2 separate regions of the Gossypium hirsutum genome follow, and region 2 is linked to region 1. Evidence: chromatin contacts called from public Hi-C data. All regions are on one chromosome and are shown on one strand. The core of a region is the stretch at or near the end of the contact, and the rest is flanking DNA. Distances in the headings are between cores, read along the strand shown.

Region 1 (5,558 bases), core at 725-3,224:
AAAAAAATACAAGGCATCAGAATGGAATGTGCTGTGAAAAAAAAAACGTAAGGCAACATAAAACAGAAAGCAGAGAATACTCGATGAACTTGTAACAATTTTCAGTAGCGCCAAATGGAAGCCACCCTTTTTTTTTATTTAAGTGAAAAGAAAATTTTCTTGGTGTTTTGAGAACCTTCTTTTGAGGACTTTTCTTGCATTGAGGAAAAAAAGAAAACAAAACTGGGTTTAGAAAAGTAGGAAGCTTTGATTGACAACCCATTAACAACAATGCTTGTTAGTGCTACTCTGGATTAAAATGTCAAGGAAACCCAGAAGATCTAATCCAACAGTGAAATTAATGATCAGGTTTTTTACAAACAGAACAGAACTGTAAAAGACAATTCAGAGAAAAGAATTACAGTTAGAATAGAGTAGAAACAGCCTATGAATAACAAGAAAAAGGCCTTACAAGCCTATGTTTTACTATAGAGGAAAAATCTTAGATGCCAAAAATAGCTGGAAGCAACCAAAGTTGGTTGGTTTTACCTTTTGAATTTGGATCGAACATTGTTGTAAGCCACGAACAAAAAATGGTTCACCGTTCCTCACTTGATATGGTTGACAAATTCAGCATCGGAGACGGCGGAAAGTTCAATTTGGCTAGCATCATCGTCATCCATTGGAGCAGGGAGATTAAGATCTATGAAACTATCTCCCAACTTTTTGGAACTTTTAACAGGGGTTTCAGTTGTCGCTACCACATGAGATCTTTTATGTCCACCAAGAGCTTGTCCAGACGAGAAGACTCTAAAACAAACAGGGCATTCGTGGATTTTCTTGTCGGTCATTGAACTAGGTCTAGTACCCACATTTTCCGGTTCCAACTCTGAATCATGAGTTGCCGGTGGTGAGTAAGCTTTCATCTTTTTGTGACTCGCTCTGTGCCCACCCAGTGCTTGGTACGATTTAAAAACCTTGTTACACGTTTCACACTTGTACTTACCTCGGGTCGCTCTATTCACCTTGCTTAATTTGAAGTACTCTTGTAATTCGTAACTTTGTTCCGTGGACTTTTCTATTTCTGTGCCTTCTTCATCATCCAGATGGAGTACTTTGCTTTTCCATTGGTCCCTTGAAAGCATCATAAGACAGAAAGCGACATCTTCTTCAGTTGTTGCGTCGGAGATCGAACTCACCGGTTCAGGCTCAGCCCAAGGCTCGGTCTTGCTCACTTGGTTGTTGTTGTTGTTGTTGCTGCTGCTGTTGTTAACTTTAAGCTTCTTTCTTTCTTCTTGTTGTTCCTGTCTTTGTTGCTGATGGTTTTCTAGTATTCTCCGAGTCTGTTTAGATCGTCTCCGAGTTGGGTTCTTAGAGGACTCCGTCTCACTTTCCCTGTCTTGAAGAACAGCCGAGCCAGCATCAATAAACTCAGGATCTACCAACCGAACACTTCTCTTTGGATTCTCTCGAAGCCCATAAAACTGCCCTTTTTCCTCCCCTTCTTCTTCTTCCGATGAAGACGACGAATAAGATGCCGAAGCCGACTCTGACTCTGACTCTTCGCTGAGTTGATTCGCTGGTCGTGGTAATCCCAATCGTTGTTGTTCTGCAAGTTTGGGAGGAATTGGAAGATTCAACATATGAGACCTCATATGACCACCCAAAGCTCTTCCATTTGCAAAGCTTTTGAAACACAACTTACACTTATGTTTCTCCATTGCCCAGAAAAAAGGAGGAATGGGATAAACAGAGGAAACACAGTTCTAAAGGTTTGTGTATGTCTCTGGGCTGCGTCTTTCCCTTGTGAGAGAAAGTTTTAAAGGGACTGAAAAACTAAAAAAAGAGTAGGTGACAAGCATTCCTCCACCAAGAGATGCATACAAAGATGCAACAAAAATTTCAAAAATATTTACTAAGAATAAAAATAACAAAATGGGTTATTAGTTTTTGGGTCTCTTAAAACGGCAAAGTATGAATAAATAAAGATTTAATAAAAGCGTATGCATGAAGGAAGAAAGAGCGACATGTAACATGCGAGACTTGCCCGTTTCCGTAATTATTCCCTAATCTAAACTTCCTAAATTGCCCTTTCTTACCACTCGCCAAAACAATTGGATTTTTGTCATCGCAGAAAATGCTCTAATTTTGCAAAATTAAAAGGACCAGTGGTTTGGTTTGTTGTAACCACGAAGCATAGTATGAAAAACCACAAGGTGTCTCCTCTACCAAACAAAAATGAGCATAAGTAAGCCGTGACGGAATTAAAAGCTTCTAACACCTTTGTCCACGGGTCAGCACCAACTTAATTTAGTTTTTACAGCAATTAAAATGGGAGCATCGGTTAAGTGACACTGTTGCTTGGCGGCAGAACCGATTTTGGGTTTTTACCAAAATAGGAATATTCAGTATAATGTCAACTTTGTTTTCCTTTAATTATGGATCTTCTTTTAATTAAAATTTTGGTTGAAACTGGATGGAAATTAGAAATGGAGGGTGGGGGGAAACTAACCTCCCATCCCATCGAGGAAGGAGTTTTCTATGGAAATTGGAGGAAGAGTAAATGCCGTTTTGTTAGGGTTCGGTAGACCCGGTCTTAGTCCATACATCAATTACACATTAATTGTAAATTACACCCATTTATCCATGTCTTTTGTGGGGCTCACCAGAAATATAAGTATAACCCCAATGTAACTATTTAATAATGTTCAATTTCACTTTGTATTAGATATTTGAAATGAAGCTGTAACATTAGCCCAAAAGCATCTGGTTTCAAATCTTTGTGGGGCACATTAACACCGTGTCTCTCCACTCTGGTTAAGACCAATTCAAAGTGGATATAGGGACTGGAGCTGGCGTGACCGAGACCAGTAGAACATGTCGCTGGAAATGACAGACATTACAGGCGAGTGCAGTGAGCATTAAACTACTCTTTTGATCGGCCACCCCTACATCTCTTCATCGTATGGGTTTTTGGCCTAACAGGAAGATGGGGTGAAATGATCGTACGACAGGGCCGACTCCCCCCTCCGTTTTTTTTTTTTGGTATTAACCGGCAGTAGCTTCAACCTTGTACATGCTCCATTGCATGGCTTGAGTGCATCAATATGACACATCACATTCATCGATCGACCATCTGCTGACCCACCAACATCTCACAACTGCTATCTCCCATTTCGTGATATGACTAAGATCAATTCTTGATCTGATAATCATTGGCATTTTAATAATTCCAATCAACAGTCAGGAGTGGTATGAAACAAGGTCCAAATATATATTATTATAGGTGGACTCCAAAATTGATATTCAACCTTGGTAATTTAGGGTTAAAAACTTATAATCTCACAAAGCAACTGCAAATGCGAAAAATAATAATAAAAAAGAAAGTATAGCTAGTTTGGTAGAAGAAGTATAGGTTGAAGTACGGTAGAGCTGATTCAACTTCTTTCACTGATTCCATTTCAAGCAATAAATAAATATATTTGCAAATGAGTAAAGATGATCATATATTTATTAATTTTTTGGTACATATTAACAATAGTATAGTTTAAATCTTGATAATTGAGGTGTTGATAAAGGAGCTTTAACCATTGTTGCTTTATGTTGAATGGAACCATATATTTAGTATGAAGATTTATAATGTAAGCGACAGTGGTATGTGGGATGTCTTCTTGGCTAGTTTTAGATTGACAATAACAAGATACTAGTGTAATCTGGTGGGTCATACTATTTGTAGCTAGGCAGTTCAAGTGTTGAGTTTTACAGATAAATATGGAGCAACTTCCATGGTTGCTCAGACAAATCGTAAAGGGATTGCGTATGTTATTGGGTTTCCGCTTGTTAAGGAAGATATGGATGTGAGATCCAAAAGCTTGCATGCCCAGGTTAAAGTAGCCAATTGATGAAGGCATAATTGATTGAGGACGCCCCTTAAAATTGTCTATCAAAGCTTCCGTGTGTCAATGTTTGATTCAGGTGTAAATAAGGTTCGGTCTAGCACATTGCACTACGCGCTTAATAACCTCCGCACTGACATATAATATTCAGGGAATCATAAAAAGAAATGGCTGCACTTTGGACGCTATTTCCTGCTGTTGGGGAAGTTTCGTCTCAACTGGAAAGTTTTGCAGAGAGAGGGAAGAAAACAAGCACAACGGAGTGTTTGTTTTAAGGCATTCCGGTGCTAGTAGAGTTTGTCACGTGAAATTATGAGTTGGAGCACTGAAACCTCTCTTTGATTTTAAAGAAAGTAAAAGGTATTTTCTATGACCACTTGAAATGCTGATTATTATTATTATTATAAAAAACAAATAATGATATTATGCTGTAACCGGTGAGTTATATTTTACTTGTCGGTGGGAAATATTGTAGTCAGCCTCGCAGGCGTAAACACCTTTTAACAAATAGCTAGGTTCACTAATTATCACTCATCGCGCATTTGTCGTCGGTTAAGTCTCAAACCAGGGGCCACAGGCCAACTCCAACCGCGTTCCTCTTTTTTTTTTTTTTGCCCCAAATAGGATCACCATTACATGGAAATTTCATCTAAATCATTACTCTCTTCTTGGTCTAATAAAATACGTAGTGTTTTTATTTATTTATGACAATCTTTTTAGTCCTTCTGTAATACATATAACGATATGTTATTTATGACTTTGATACTATGGGGGATGACTTATTAATTTAGTGATTTACAATCATGAAAACAATGGCCAGAGGCTGGGATTTAATTAATTACTATGGTAGACATTGTTACATTATATATCTCCAAGATGTAATTGATTTACTGTGTGTTATCTTCCATGAGTTTAATGTAAATTAATAATCTATAATTCTGAAGACTAATCAACCCACATTGTAAGCAAAACCACACAAATAATTTTCTAATTGCATTTGCTTGCTAGTTGTACGTAGTTGATGAAGTAGGCAAATTCCAAAGTCAAAGATGTAATGGAAGGGCAGTTTCGGTAGGAAGAGTCCACTTGAAGCTATATTAACTTTTCCATTGCATTAATTTCTCTACAAAGAATCGTTGACTTCCTTCCACCTATAACATGATTCTGGGTTTTTAGTGTAGCATAGGAAAAACAAGTTCTAACTTATATACACAATCTGATTCCCTATTCATTTTTTAGCAACCTTCATTATTTGAAGTATATTGAATAAAATCTAAAAATTATATTATAAACTAAAGCATGTGTTTGAAAATATTTTTAAAACTATTCATATACACTTTGTTATTGGTTTAAAGATATATAAAATCTTCAAATTAATTGCCACCCAATTTAACTATTACTATTAACTTAAAAAAATAAATTCAACTCATCTCGATTTCGTCTTTGATAACATTGGTCGTTAAAATTAATTAATGGACCATTTGAATGGCAGTACATGGTGAGTCCAGATTTAACTTTTTATTTTTCTAATAAAAAACCATAAAAATTATAAAAAATATATATATAGAAAAAGATATTAAAAATTATATTAACATATAGAAACTTATAAATATTATTAAAAATGATAAACACTTTTACATTTTAATCTAAAAATATTAAATATATATAAATATAAAAATTGTG
Region 2 (5,340 bases), core at 745-3,244, 160 kb after region 1:
GGCAATCATTAGACCATCATCAGGTTTTTTTAAAGAGTGGGGGTAATATATGAGTTACATGAGCATGAAAAAATGTTATTTTTAAAGAGTGAAGAGGAGTTGTCAGGCGGCACCAGACTGAGTAAGAAAAAAATTGATTGAAAGTAAAATAGGCTAAAAGTAGGCTTGGAAACAGTAAAAAATAAGACTGAAAAAGGAGGAAATAAAGAGACCCATGACTGTAAAAAAATAAATTTTTAATTGTGGAGGGGCACTGTCAGGCGGCACCCACTTTTTGTAGACAACCTAACTCATGAATGCATGTAAAGAAGAAATCTGTAAAAAAAAATGAAGTAAAAAAATGCCTAATTTGTTACATGCATTAAAAAATTTTTAATTGTTTAATCCACTATAAAGGGTTGGTCTCCCCTTCCCATGCACCACTGATTGCTGTTAATAATAATAATAATAATAATAATAATAATAATAATAAAAGACAACCGGTGGTGCTTGGATGGCGGGGACCAACCCTTTATAGTGGGTTGAACAATTAAAGAAAATTGAATGCATGTAATAAATCAAGCTTGTTTTTTACAGCTTTCTTCTTTACATGCATTCATGGGTTAGCTTTGTCTGTAAAAAGTGGGTGTGGCCTGACAACGCCCCTCCACCAATTAAAAACTTATTTTTTTACAGTCACGAGTCCTCTTATTTTCCTCCTTTTTGACCCTTACTTTTTATTGTTTCCAAGCCTACTTTTAGCCTATTTTTACTTCCAGTCAATTTTTTTTACTCAATCTGATGCCGCCTAACAGCTCCCCTCCACTCTTTAAAAATAACATTCTTTTTAAACTCGTGTAATTTTAAACTCGTGTAACCCATATATTACCCGATATTCCTTGTACAAACTAGTGCCAACTATATATAGTGGCGGCACCAAAGAAATTCCTTTTAAAAAAAAAATTGATGATGACCTAATGATGTCCTAATGATTTTGGGAAAAAGTTAGGTGGTGCAGCGAGTTTGTCAAGCATCACGCAGTGTTATTGTTCAAAACATTCCATTTTGGTAAATAATATTTTGGGTGACCTATTTCGGTAATTAAATTATTTTAAATATTATTTAAGTAAAATACCAATAAAAACATATTTTTAAAAATATATTTTTTTAAAAATTAAAAATTTATGAAAAATACTCTTTAAAATTTAAAATTTTAAAAATTAAAAATATAAAATAAATTTAAAATTCAATGTTATCTAAACGGACCAAACCAGTTAGTCGAACCAGTTGGACCGAGAAGCACTTGGGGTATCGATTTGGTGAGAGGTAAAAAACTGGTTAACTTGCGTACAAATATGGACTAATTGAACCAAGCTAAAAACTCGGTTGAATCGATAGTTGAATCAATTTCAAACTAGTTTGACCAGTTGGTTCCAAGAACGATTAGTCAACCAGCTCAAAGTAAATAAATTATTAAAAATAAAAAAAAATTATAAAAACCAAATCAACTACCGATTCAATTGGCTTTTTGGCTTGGCTCAACCAGTCCATATCGGTTTGCAAGTTAACCATTTTTTACCTCTCACAAGTAAGCTGATTCTTAGTCCAACCGGTGTAGTCTAGTTTAAATATCATTGAATTTTGGGTTTTTTTATAATTTTAAAATATTTTTTAAAAATTCATTTTTATTTTTTTACTTTTTAGTTTGAAAGATTTTTTCCATAATTTTTTTAATATAATTTTTAAATTTTAAATTTTTTGTTTAAGATATGAAAAAAATTAAATATAATTTTTTATAATAATATTTTCTTTTAAAGGGAAAGGACCAATTTGACAAAACATATAAATATTGAGGACTAAAAAGGTTATTTTACCTTTGACATCATTAAGTTAATAGTAAAATTAGATTGAAGGGACCAAGATTCTTAAATTAAAAAAACAAAAGGAGTAAATTTCTCAAAATTAAAGTATTGGAACTAAATTTTAAATTTAAAAAGAATATTTCAATTTAAAGTGTTAACTAAAAAAAGTAAAGGGGCATTATGTAAAACTGACCCGATTATCTAGCGGATCCTTCAAGTGTAAAATGGAACATTCGGGGATTAGTATGGTTGGCCCCTCAAAACTAATTTGGGCAGGAGAAAGTTTCTGAGATAGCAAAACAATTACCACCCATGGGAACGGTCTCTGATTCACCAGAAGATAGTCCAAACCCTAATCCACCACCATCGCCGCCCAGCGATTTCCCTTCTAAAAGCGAATCGAATGCTCCCGAACAAGTCACTCCATGGATCGATTCCGCTGTGGAGCAAGCTCTTCTATACCAGAAGATCATCGAACAGAACGTTAACGACGCTATCAAAGCTTCTAGATCTCGACTTTCAGAAATTCGCTCCACCTCCTCAGCTCATTTTAATCTAACCATTGTACGCTTCTCTCTCTCTCTTTTTAGCCGAGAATTAGGAGAAGGGGAAATTTATTTTATTTTATTATATACTTTTAAATTGCTAGGAGTCACTTAAAGATGTCAAATCACAACTTGATGTTTACGAGGATTTGGCATTCGGCAAAGTTAAAGGTCTGTTCCGTCAACCCATTCAATCCATGCACGTTCTGCTTGTAACTTGAAGAATTAATTTTCGGTTTTGAGGTTTCACATTTTTGTTGCAGAGGGGATTAATATTGCAGCTTCGAATCCATTGATCACCGGCGGTGCTGCTGTTGGCTTGGGATTCCTGGTACTTAAAAGTATGGTTCCTAGGTTGTATATGCAACAATGGGCATCAATTAAAACCGTCTCTATCCTTTTTGTATATGATGAAAATGATGCTACCATGTAATTGTACGAGCAAATGTATATGCATAACTCGCTATTCATTGAGACTAGCTCTTTCTATGGTCTGGTGTTGTTTGTCATGACCAATTTTAATGATTAGTTTAAGTGTTTTAGAATTGTTAAGGGGTCTTGATAAAGTTGTTCCTTAGAGAACTTGCAGGTTTACGATTCCCAGCCTTGCAAGTGCCAAGTTTGCTTAATTCCTTAAATGACATATTAAGCAATTCTCTGCATCTTCTTACTTGTAGTTGTTGCAATGTCCAGGGCCAAGACATTTACTGTATTACAAGACTTTGCGTCTTTTTCAGAGCGAAGAGGTCAGTTAAATATCGTTCGCCTTATACGTTATGATTTATTGAGTCCCCTTTCTGTCCTTTTTGTTGGTGGGTTTATTTAGCTAATAAATACATATACTCAATTTGGATTCTGGAAGACACACTACTTATTCTCATTTTGGATTTTAGAAAAGGACATGAATGAGATTTCTAACTACATGCAAAAAGTTACCCTCCCAGGACATTGGAATGTTAGGTCTGTATAAACTACAATTTCTCAAAGAGTGAAATCCATACCTACCTGCAACAGAATCTTGAATTCCATTTTCTTCCTGAAAGTTCAAATCTGTTAACCTACTTGCAATCATACTCATTTTTCATGGTAAAAGTATGGAAACAAATGGCTATCCCAAATTTGTATCAACTCTAAGGATTATTTAAGTTTGCAGCATAGAAGGTAGTAGAATTTTGATATGTCAAGGGAAAGTTGAAACAGCTTGTTGTAGTAATGTTGGAGGAGCTTTTTCTAGCTTCTTCTTCCATATTGCTTGAATGAATGCCTCCCAAACTGTTTTTTGGATCTTCTATTTCTTTTTGCACATCATGGTCCATGCAGTGATGTTTTAATCAGTTTTTACTGTTTACGACACAATCACTCAGTTCAGGAAGCATCTTTCTGAATTTATTAGATTATTTTGAACCAAAAAAAGAAAGCTCATTATAGTTGGCAACAGTCATTAAACATCTTATCAGTTTAAAGCCACTATCATTTATGTCCTACTATTTGTTGTTGCAGTCCTTGATTTCCAAAGCTGATATTAGAGTAAAGGAACTGAGACAATCAATTGACCGTCTCAAGGCTGAAAGTGAGAAGTTAGAGGTAACATTTTCCCCATTAGATTTAACTGATGAAAATTATTGGCAAGCATTCTATTATCATGTGCCTCTGTTGTTTCATGTTTTTATTATTTTGGACATCTGTTCTATGTACAGTATCTAGCCACTGGTGTATAGTTCAGCATATCTACTCCGTCTTCTAGTGTTGTTTTATAGGCTATTCTTGGTGATGTAAAATTTAGGTTTTCTATTTTATTTTCCCTGATATCTCTACAAACTGGCTGTTTCAGAAAATTAGGATTTTGAACCAAGAAGCAAATATTATCTTCCTCTGGTTTGTGCTGGTTTTTCAATAGCAGGATTTTTTCTGCTTATTGGATTGTTAAATACACTTATCCTAAAAAGTACATAGTTTATGCATGAAAGTTCATCAGTGGTACAGAACTTATACTCTTGGTTTCGGCTGATTCTAGAATTCTTCTGTGTTAAACACATAAGTTATAGCTTTTCTTTCTTTTTTTAATAATAATCTAAAGGTAAGAATGAAATGTTGATGAGAATAGAGAATTCACTGTTTCCTAAGGTATACTTGAGCTGTTTTAATTAGTGCTTTGGGTTGTGTGTTCAATGGGAATCGGTAATCCCCAGGAACTGAAAAGTATCTAAATTGCTGAAATGACTTTTCAAACAGCTTTTATCCAACAAACTGTTCATGCGGTGATGTATATATCCACTTCAAAAGTTTCTTGTTCTTAATATACATCCTGGAATTACATTGACTTCTAGTTCCTATTTGGTAAAACTTTAATGTACATTAGAATATCATTAGGAAATGTGTATTGCACAAATTATAGTGGATCATTTCCCTAGATCAACTTAAGTCCTTTAATCAAGCATATATGAAATATATTTCATAAATTTATGCTTCCAGCGAAGTGCATCAGTAGCCGAAGACGAGCTGATCCGTGGCCAGACAAAACTCAGGTTTGTAATTTCAAATGAAGTGCAGTGTAATGTTAACTTCTGCCTCTTGAGGCTAATTATTGCCATTGGACATATTCAATTTTGTTTCAGGCAAGCGGGCAAGCAGATCCGAAGTGTAATTCAGTCAGCTTATAAGATTGAAAGACAAGCAGCAGGTATTCAAGTACTTTCTCTCAATTAGGTTCATTGAATTATTTTCAGCATTTGTATGGCTGAGAAAACTTCCTTATATTATGTCGCATCAGGACTAAAAGATACCCTTGGAGAACTTCCAAGCAGAGAAGCATCTCGGTTTCGATCGCAGGTATGTTCTCCGAATATTATGAATGGACTTGGTTTTTGAATATATATATATAAGTATATTGATTGTCATATAATGAAATGCATAGACCATAAACCTGGATGACTGCTGCTGTTTTCCTTGGAAAC

What was found. Hi-C and Micro-C count contacts between places; a contact is called where the count stands out from the background.
Region 2: a Hi-C map of leaf shows a contact between it and region 1, with 2.2 times the contacts expected there. The contact joins the promoter of LOC107954560 here to the promoter of LOC107954562 in region 1. A contact is called at or near these places in 9 of 34 Hi-C or Micro-C datasets (callus, leaf and petal).

Annotation. Positions count from the first base shown.
Region 1 is chrD07:26,370,760-26,376,317 of Gossypium_hirsutum_v2.1, forward strand. It overlaps LOC107954562 (zinc finger protein ZAT9), which reads right to left and starts at 1,975. Exons shown (of 1, transcript XM_016890160.2): 1 at 317-1,975. The coding sequence starts at 1,700. The coding sequence ends at 588.
Region 2 is chrD07:26,533,214-26,538,553 of Gossypium_hirsutum_v2.1, forward strand. It overlaps LOC107954560, which reads left to right and starts at 1,995. Exons shown (of 9, transcript XM_016890158.2): 1 at 1,995-2,405; 2 at 2,491-2,557; 3 at 2,650-2,727; 4 at 3,080-3,132; 5 at 3,887-3,970; 6 at 4,859-4,911; 7 at 5,002-5,066; 8 at 5,157-5,215. The coding sequence starts at 2,154.